2 separate regions of the Gossypium arboreum genome follow, and region 2 is linked to region 1. The links are chromatin contacts, called in public Hi-C maps. All regions are on one chromosome and are shown on one strand. Each heading gives the region's core, a stretch centred on a gene start, on an enhancer-like site or on the middle of the called end of the contact. The rest is flanking DNA. Distances are from core to core; before and after follow the strand shown. Region 1 holds the start of LOC108485368. Region 2 holds the start of LOC108486547 (protein MAEA homolog).

Region 1 (5,203 bases), core at 1,791-4,290:
AAGCAAGGCTCTTTCCTTGGCATGTTTAGATCGTCTTTCTAACTCGACAACTGAATCATCTTCGGAAGAATTTAAACCGTCAGAGTTTCCCTCAATGAAACAATTTTTGTAAGGCTCATCCATTTCCAATTTGGACTCAGGACGCATATTCAAGTATCGACCATATACATCTTCATTTGTGATCGGAATATGATGGTTGAATCCCTTTGAACTTGATTTTGGGACAACATGAGTCTGCGAAAGCCTCTCAATCACATTCTTTGCAACCATCCATGGCGACTCCTGCCCGAACCCATTTTCCACCCGATCTCTAGATGAAAAGTGAAGACGAATGCTGTCACCATCCCTAAATGAATGAGACTTGTTTTTCTCTTTGACACTATGTGTCGGAGATGAAGGTGCAGTATATCGAGCTCGCCGAGGATGCCTCCGACCACCATTTCCAGGAGTCGAACTGTTCCTTAACTTGCTAATTTCCAGAAGCTGTTCTCCGTCAATATAGCGATCGATAACTTGGGTCGACACATTGCTAGAGCAAGAGGAAGAGCTGCCGGATGAATAATGGTGCAACCTCGAAGAACCAGAAGAACACGGCCTCTCAAAACTGATAATTTCTGTTTCACATTGTTTTGCCTTGGATTTCTTCTCGGGCATATGAGCCCTGCCTCTGGAACAAACCGCAAGAACATCAATGCTACTCCATCAGATTTATAGAAGTGAAAAAAAAAAATTACTAATGTCATATCCAAGCACACCAAATGCCTTACCGCGATCGGTGATCATACTGCTGTTGTGAGGAAGAACAATTTTGTTGTCCAAGCTCGTTGCCTGATGACAAAGAATGACTCCGAACAAGACTAGAAGCATTACTGAAGCTGGGGCTATCAGACATTAGCTTCCAACTGTAGTCAGCCATGTCAACAAGTTGATCAGTCAACCAACTTTCTGATGTTTTCCCCTGGTAAACTTGTTTATCTGTTGATGCCGGAAGAACTTTGTTGTTACCACTGCTAGAAGAGGAAGATTTGAAGAAAAACAGTTTCTTCATCTCTATATATATCATCAATTAGAACAGCTTATGAAAATGGAATGAGTCCCAATCCCTTTTATAACATAACAATCCTCAAAGAATGGACCTCAATAAACCTGTAAACAATTATATAAACCATAAAAGTGAGTTGTAAAAAGGGTAAATGGCATTAACACACAAAAAACATCATCAAGATCACTAGAAATACAACTGAAAAAATTCAGATATTTATATTGTTTTCGTGTTATCTTTTTCATGTCATAATCATATCTAAAATGTTATTATATATAACAACTTGTTATACATATATTGACATGTTCATGTAATCGTGTCGTGTGTTTTTTCATGGCATCTCATGTTTTAATTTCTTTTTTTTTTCTGGTATCACGTTCATGGTAATGGAATATCAAATAGAAGAAAAAAGAATGCATATGCAACATTGAGATGTCAATCATGAAAAAGAACATGATATAGAGAAATCATACACTGGTTATGTATTGACAATATTAAAATGCGAAAACCATAAAAGTAAAACTCAGATCTTATGATTCATTTAGTTGGCAGACTCTTCAGTTTTAATTAAGGATTAGGATTTAACTTCCGTGTTTTACTCGTATTAAAATATGAGAATGATATATTATCCTCTAAATACTGAATACATGAAAAACTATAAGAAAATTAATATATTCATTTCAAGATACACATTATCTGACATTTGCTTACATCCGAATCCAAATCAGCTGGGACAAAGCTATGAGAAACCTAAACGCCGAAACTAGGGTACCAAGATAAAAAAAAGAACCATTAGTAATTAAGATTCGGCAAAAGACAGAAAATAAAAAATAAAAGTTCAAAAGGAAAATAAGAACCTGAATACAGTACGATAACTTTAATTTATGTCTAATATTTATACCTACGAAAAGATCAGAAAAAATTCTAATGTCTCGGTATCAAACAGTATTTATATCCTACACCCACTTGAAGCTGGCTCACATCACATATACCTTTTTTTTTAGGAAAATATAAATATAATTGTTTTAAAAAATAATTTCAGTTGCCTGCAAAATGATTTAAAGAAACAAAATTATGTATATGAAACAGATTGGCCAAGAGTAATGCTTAAGATTGAATCTAAATTCACCCCATTTTCGACTCTTTAGAAACCTTTTATTAACCAAAAAAAAAAAAAGACCTTTAAGAAGAATAAAGAAATAAAATAAAATTCATAAAATTCTGACAAAAAACAAGGATCCCAGGGTTGAGTGATCATCAAATAAAAAAAATTAATACCATTATGAAGGAAAAACGAAAAACCTTAAGTAAATTATAAAAACTAAATAGAAAACAATAGAGTTGAAATCAATCTGTTAATGATTGCCTTAGCTTACCAAGAAAAAATCAGAAGAAAATATTTGAATTTTAGGAACAGAGTTGAGAAAACACTCGGTGAAAGCTTCCTTTTCCACTTCAACTTTCTCAGCAACCAAACACACCCAGTGAAAAATAGTCACACACACACAAAAAAAAAAAAAAAAACCTTCAAACGGTCAAAATTTTCTTTCCTGAAAAGCCCAAAGACTTAAATGAAAAATCAATATAGTAAATTCACGAACTCGATACACTGAAAAGAAAATCTTTGCATTTAGTTACTTACCATTAAAGGAGAGAAACTGTATGTTGTTAAGAAAGTTTAAGTTTTCTCAAAATTCGAATTAGAAAATAATAATAATCCCTCGAAATTTAAGGTTCTTAAAACAGAAGTTATCAAAGATAAAGCAAAGAAAGTGAAAGCGCAGAAAGGCATGGAATCAACGACGTTACCGACCGGCATTAAAGATCGTTTGCGATTTTGGTTTTAACGGCAACGGAAGACGTTTGGCCGTTATGGTTTACAGAGGGAAAATTATGGTGAGGGGGAATTAATAAGAGCGAGCGGCAACCAATAGCAGAACGGAGAAAATATGAGAAAAGGTTCAGGGTATTTTCGTCTCTGAACTAACGCTTTTGCGTTGAGTATTATATACTAATTACTTTTTTTATACAATTGTCTAGATCTAGCATAGTTTCTTCCCGTACATTTAATAAGAGGATTATTTTTTATCGATATGAATCGAATTAGAATTAAATTCATACTAATTATTAAATTAAATATTTTTTATGATGATATAATTCATAAAAATACAATTCACTATCATGATTTTGAATTTTTAGTATAATTTTCATTTCATTATTATAAATTGAATTTACTAAAATATATAACATTAAGATTTTTAAAATTTGAATTTATTACTATGTCGTTAAATAAAATAGTAAAATATTTATTACTTTAATAAAATACGAGTTGATTGAAAATAATATTATTAGGAGAAATGATAAAATATTGAATATATAAATTAAAATAAACATGATAAATATTAAAAATTGAATTTAATGTTAATTTAAATTAAATTTGTGCAGCCGTAGGAGTTTTACTTTTTATTCTATTAACATGGTTATTATTACCGCAATTTAAAGGTTATAAATTCGAATGTTTTCTTCTAATGCTCTGATCGAATAAAATTGAATGCAAATTTGTCTAAGTGGCTATTTGAATATTAATTAAATTCTAATAAAATTATTTGTAGATAATAAAAATTAGTAGATAAAGATTAGGTTTTTTTTTACCCAAAAACCAAACTAGTGGACATAATCTCCAAGCTTTTTTCTAAAAAAAAAAGAAGGTAGGTTAGGAAACTTTTTGACTTTTTCATTAAACATAATGATGCCAATTCCCTTAATTCATGCAACTTCTTTGGGATTACAAGAATCATTTTCTTTCTCAATGCAAAGATTACACAATAAAAGATAATATTTTATGAAATGCATAATAATTTATTTTGTACTTCAATTTTAATTTTTTAATATTCATTTAATATTTATCTTTTTAATTTTTAATTTACATTATTTATTAAATTATTTTAAATTTAATAAAAATTAATGCTTGTTAACTTTTTGACATATCATTTACATAATGTCACGTCAACAATCAATTAATTTTAAAATAAAAATATTTTATACTTTTTAATTTTAAAAAATTAATTAATTGCTTATGTGGCATCCACGTGACAATCCATATGTATTTGATGTCAATAAAGCTAACTTTTACATCTATTTTGGAGGGTTTGATTTGGCAAACAACTACCTCCTTAACTAATCAGCCTATTACTACAATGGACTGTCCTTAAATTAAATTTTTTTCTATAACCACTCTTTTTTTATCTCATTTGTTTGATCAATAATACAATGGAGCAAACAACGCATTGCTGACTTACTCAACAGTTTCAAACATTGGAGTGTAAATTATTGCTAAGGTATTCCTTATCATTTATAATCAAATTATTGAATTTAAGATCAAGAAATTCTAAATGCATTAAAAGAATCCTACTACAGACTTAATTGCATTGATACTTAAGTTGTTCTACTTTTAGGAATCAATTTTCAAACAACTATCCTAAGCTAATCATGCTTAATTGACTTCCACAATTTTCTAGATTAGTCGAAAAGTTATTATCCTCATCGAACATCACCGATATCAATATACTCATCATAGTTTAGCAGTTATTTGGCATTTGTATGTAATGGCAAAATGAGTGACAGAATGCATGAATGTTAAAGCATCTATCTATGATATACTATATGTACAACACAACACACCCCCAAATCTAAGGGATGCATTGTCCTCAATGCATGAACAATGAAATATGGAAAAATGCAAAAACAACAACTATCAACTATAAAAATGCCATGACAACTAAATATGAATGCATGAAACATATAATATAAAATGAAAAAATGAAAAAATGAAAAAAAAGAAAAACAAAAGCTTGGAAAGAATTGATGTTAGTCTATTTGGGTTGGGTGGATTTCTTGGCAACTTGTTTCTAGTGCTGCTTCCTTTCTATTTCACCAGCATCATCTTAGATAGATTTTACAGTAGTCTGCTTATAACGCTTCCATTTTAGCTGGTTAATAGGCACATTTTCTTCGTTATCAGTGTCTGATTTTGTGAGATCATCATTTAGTTGATGAATTGCACGTTTTTGTTCTATCATAGGTGTAGTGGTCAGCGTAGTGGTGGTGTCTGTAGGTGTAGTAGCTTGAGTCACATCATCATTTTCCTTCTCAGATTCAACA
Region 2 (5,203 bases), core at 1,292-3,791, 230 kb after region 1:
TAAACCAGACTAGTACAGTTTAACTAACAATGAACATGCATTTTCTACAATCAAACATCAAAATACATGCACATCCAACATGGGTAAGATTTTAGACTTTAACTTTCTTTCAAATTTGTCCTTGAAATAGCTGAATCAAGTTACAATGATCTCAAAAATATAAAAATCATTAAAAATGGGACAAGAACGGACTTACAATCGAGCTTGAAAGCTTGGCCAAACCCTAGCTATGTCTCATATTCTAATTTTTGGCTATGAGGATGAAATTGAAGAAGATGAAATCCTTTATTTAGTTATTTTAGCTTTATTTACCAAATTACCCATTTACCCCTCACTTAAACTTTGAAATTTTACTTATTCCATGTCCATTTTTGTCGATCCTAAAGTATAATGGTCTAATTACCATTTAAGGACCTCTAATTTAGAATTTCATAACAATTTACTACCTTTAGCCTATAGAACTCAAATTTTGCACCTATTGCAATTTAGTCCTTCTAGTCAAATTGAGTACTCAATCGATAAAATTTCTTAACGAAATTTTCATACAATTATTCTATCATGCTGTAAACCTTAAAGAAATAGTAAAACAAATATTTCTACTTCAAATTTATGGTCCTGAAACCAATATTCTGATTTGACCCAAAAATGGGTTGTTACAATAATAACTTTTAAGGGATCTCTTTAGTTTTAGTTTTTAGGTTAATTTGAAGTTTTAGGTTGCTGCAATTTTCCTTAAATTTCTTTTGCAATTTTCTCTTCTTGTTCCATTGATTCTGCACTTTAAATATTAATAGATTTTAGTGATTTCCTTATTCAAAGTTTGCAATCAAACAATCAAAACGAGGAATCTTATGTTCTCACTCCATCAAAATCATCAAATCAGAGCTTCATCAAATCCAAATTCAAGAAATTTCTAAACCTTCTTAATTTTCGTTTTATTTAATTGCTTAAATGAACATGAAAATGATAGGGTTTTGGTTTATTAAGATAATCATGAACTAATTTTCTTAGGTAGTTGGTTAATTGAAATGTTGAATAATTATCTTAAGGTTTATGGACTAAATTGAATAATTAGACTAAACTGAATAAAAACCAAAACTTAAAATTAACGACTCTAGGTGAAAATATTGATAAGGGAGATTGAGAGGAAATCTTATTGTGTAAGAATTCAATTGTCCCTATTTAGTTTAAGTTAGATCAAGAGATAAATCGAACTAAAATGTAAATTGGGTAAATTATAGATCGAGAGATATTAACTAATTCGATTAGAAAATTATTCTACTAAATTTCCTAATCTAAGAGTTAATTATGAACATGGAAATTAACCAGCTACCATTTTGTCTTGATTATCTCTTTTACAAATTTGGATATCTTTACAATTAGGTCCTTAGATATTAGTTTAGCCTCAAACATTCTATTTATTTTTTGTTGTACTATAGGCTGTTTAGTACTAACTATTTAGACTTTCTAGCTTGCATTCTTATTGCCGTGAATTCAATTTTTTTATCGATCTCTTATGGATTCGATCATTAGGATACTCTGTAAGGTGTTTCATTGTATTTTTTATATAAATATTACAAGTAGACTTGTTATACCAGCAATACACTGCACATGTTATATATCTTTATAATTTTCTCTGTTGAATACATGTACGCTGAAGCGTGATTTTGTCATAATTTTAAAGTTCAATAGTTTTTAATTAAATTCATATGATAAAGTTAAGGTGCAATAACAATGAATTTATTAAATTATTATACTTCTATGAAAATTTTGAGACTAAAAATGTTAAAGAAATGAAATTGTAAAAGACAAAATTATATAATAATAACAATATTACATTTTATCAACCAAACATTTAAATCTTATATTCTAGCTAAATGAATCGAAGTAAATTAATTTTACATTCCACTCGTAACCTTGCATTTTTGTCATCTTATTACGAAACGTAATATTTTGTTGAAGGGAACCAAACTTACCATTGGTTGAAGGGATTAAGGCTTCTTGTTGGCACTCGATGACTAAGATTCAAACTTTGTTGATTAATAACTTCCTCAATTTGTAATTAGACTAGTAGAAAAAAGGCACAATGACAAAATGAGCTCTTAATGTTTATAAATTTTATCTATTTGGCCCTTGTTTTTTTTAAGCTAAATTTAACCTTCAATATTTTTAAAAATGGTTGAATTTAACTATCAATTTTTTTAAAAAGCTATCAATCTTTTCGAAAGAGCTAAATTGTTGTTTTTTTAGGAGAAATGCTAACCAAAATATTAAAATTTTAAACATGGTAGCCTATAATGCAATCCGCGTATACTTCATACAATTTTCTTAAATTTTAAATTTTTATTTTTAAATATTTTTATATTATTTGTTAATATGACATATAAGAGAAATAACAATGTGTCAACATCGTATACTTAAAAATTAATGGTTTAGTTAATATTTTGATAAATTTAACTCAATAAAAAAATGAAAATTAAATTTACAAAAATTGTAAATGTTAACCGCTAATTTGTAATTATCCCATAGAAAATTTTTGGCAAAGCTCGGTCCACAATCAGATCCAGTTGCTCTATCGTAAAAGACGCTGTCGTTTCACCACATCACCGTAAGAAAGCTACTAATCATTCCTTTCTTCTCGTCTCCACTCTTCCTTGAACTCAAACCGGTTTCTTTCCCCTTCGAATGGAAATCGATCCACTTCCAAACGGTAGCGGTTCGAATGCCGCAACAAGCCCCGAAACCGCAGCAACGACAACCGCAATTACCGTCGCATCGAACACGGCGCCGTCCTCGAAATTGAGCCATCTGACGGAATCGTTAAAATTAGAGCACCAATTCTTGCGTGTTCCTTTTGAACATTTCAAGAAAACAATCCGAACCAATCACCGAACAGTCGAGAAAGAAGTCTCTGCCGTTATTTCAAGCGTCACTGACGTGGCTGACTCCGACGAAATATCCAAAGACGATGCCATTTTGAGTCTCACTTCCCTTGTTTCCCGTTTGCAAGGCATCAAGCGCAAGGTAAAAGAAGAGATTTTTTCTTTCTTTCTTTTTAAGTTAATTTAATGTGATCTGTATTGGAATTAGCAAAATTATGTTCCTTTTAACTTTTGGAGGTCTAAAAGGCAGAAAGTAGTTTTGGATATTTTGAGTGAAAAATGGCTATGTTTTTATATGATCTAAAATTAATGAATTTTTATGAAAATGAAGAGAATAATTAATTCGATGTAAAAGAGCTGGACTTGTATGAAAGTTGAAATTTTGACAATTTCACTTAAATTTGATAATATGAATTTGTAGAATTAAAGCAAGAATAAATCTAAAACTCGTCAATTTGTATGGAAAGTTGAAATATCGAATAAGTTGAAGAGTTTTGAATCTTATCTTACTGGATTAGGGGATAAATTATGTTTAATTGCAAAACTGTCTAACCTAAATTAAGTAATGGTCTGTAGAAACCCCTGCCAATATTGTTCACTTTTTTGCTTTACATACGCGCGCATACATATATCTGTTTATCAATCGGCATTTTACGTAATTCAATAATTTTTATTCAATTTAACAAGTATAACCTTTGCAGATTAGTTGGTCGCTGTATTTAGTAGTCACGGTAGATTTATTTTTCTTCTTATCTGAGCAACTGGATTGTATTTTGTGTTTTAGTAATTTATTATCCAAAGTACTGAGTAGCCCTTCTTAAGTCGTTAATGCATAGTGATCTACTAAAGTCTATATGTTCTTTATCATCCAGTTGGAAGAGGGGAGTCATGCAGAGAACTTGCAAGCTCATAGGTGTCGTGCTCGTCTTGATCACTTAGATTCAGCTGATGCTGAGAACCTTTCTGAATGGAATAATGTGCGATTGAAGCGGATCCTTGTGGACTATATGTCGCGTATGTCATACTATGACTCTGCAATGAAGCTGGCAGAAAGCAGCAACATACAGGTACTTTACATGCTTGCTTCATTTCATATAGACATGACAATGTTAGACCTGACATGAAGAAATAACAGTAACACAACATATACCATGTCTCCAAACCTATATATATATTATTAAGGTATCAAATTTATATAAATTAAATACCTTGAATGCGATAATAACATGGTGAAATGTATGCACGAATTCTCAATTCTAATTTCATAAGTTTTCTATGGAGTTAGCCACTAAAAGTATGCTCTGCCTTTTTTTATAATCAGAGAATAAGATAGGACTAACAAGCAGAATTACATTGAATCAGGATGGCATTGTATTTTCTTTATATTAATACATGTTTTAACCTTTTGAATTAGAATGTTTTGTCATTCAGCAGTTATCTAGCTTTGGCTGGACAGTTTTTTTTCCTTAAATGCTCATCACTGAAAACATTCTTGTCATCTTTGCCTGTATCTTCACAACATTTTCCAATTAATTCCTCGTATAACTGTGGAGGTCCAATAGAGGCTTTATGCTTGTTTTGGCATACATTTAGAAGTTACGGCTGTTCATAAGTTTCACATCACATGCAACCTCTCTAGAGAACTAGCTTGGTTTAACCAAGATTCTGCTGTTTTCTTTGAATTAAACATGTCTTTATATAAAAATAAATAAAATTATCTTTTCCATCACCATTTGCCTACAAATATGCTTATACTTAATTGAATGTTTTTGTGCCAGGAACTTGTCGATATTGATGTTTTCCAAGAAGCTAAGAAGGTTATTGATGGCCTTAGAAATCAAGAGGTGGGTCCTGCCCTTGCCTGGTGTGCAGATAACAAATCAAGGTTGAAGAAATCCAAGGTATGCATTCATTCATCCAAGGTATGCATTCATTCATTGTGTCTTCTTAGTTATCATGATCGTTTTCCTCTCTTTGTTCCACTTGATGTTTTAACCTCCACGATTCTCTAAGAGTTAAATATACTTGAGCTGTGATTTTGGATTATCAGCATTATGCTATGTTAAATTTCTCTCTTAACTGCATTCATTAAATATAGATTTTTTTTTTTAATACTTGCTATAAAAAATGTGGGCACCCTTAAACATTTCGACCTGATATTTCAGATTGTATCTAGTATTATATCTCAGATTCAATCATTTTTGTTCTTCTTTTATGAAAGAGCAAATTCGAGTTCCAGTTGAGACTTCAGGAATTCATTGAATTGGTACGAGCTGAGAACTACATGCGCGCTATTTCGTACGCTCGAAGGTACCTTTCCC

What was found. Hi-C and Micro-C count contacts between places; a contact is called where the count stands out from the background.
Region 2: a Hi-C map of leaf shows a contact between it and region 1, with 4 times the contacts expected there. The contact joins the promoter of LOC108486547 here to the promoter of LOC108485368 in region 1. A contact is called at or near these places in 2 of 5 Hi-C or Micro-C datasets (both in leaf).

What each region holds. Positions count from the first base shown.
Region 1 is chr4:35,701,765-35,706,967 of ASM2569848v2, forward strand. LOC108485368 reads right to left here and starts at 3,041. Exons shown (of 5, transcript XM_053027128.1): 1 at 2,856-3,041; 2 at 768-1,146; 3 at 1-661. The coding sequence starts at 1,063.
Region 2 is chr4:35,928,037-35,933,239 of ASM2569848v2, forward strand. LOC108486547 (protein MAEA homolog) reads left to right here and starts at 2,542. Exons shown (of 7, transcript XM_017790662.2): 1 at 2,542-3,024; 2 at 3,755-3,949; 3 at 4,661-4,804; 4 at 5,104-5,203. The coding sequence starts at 2,686.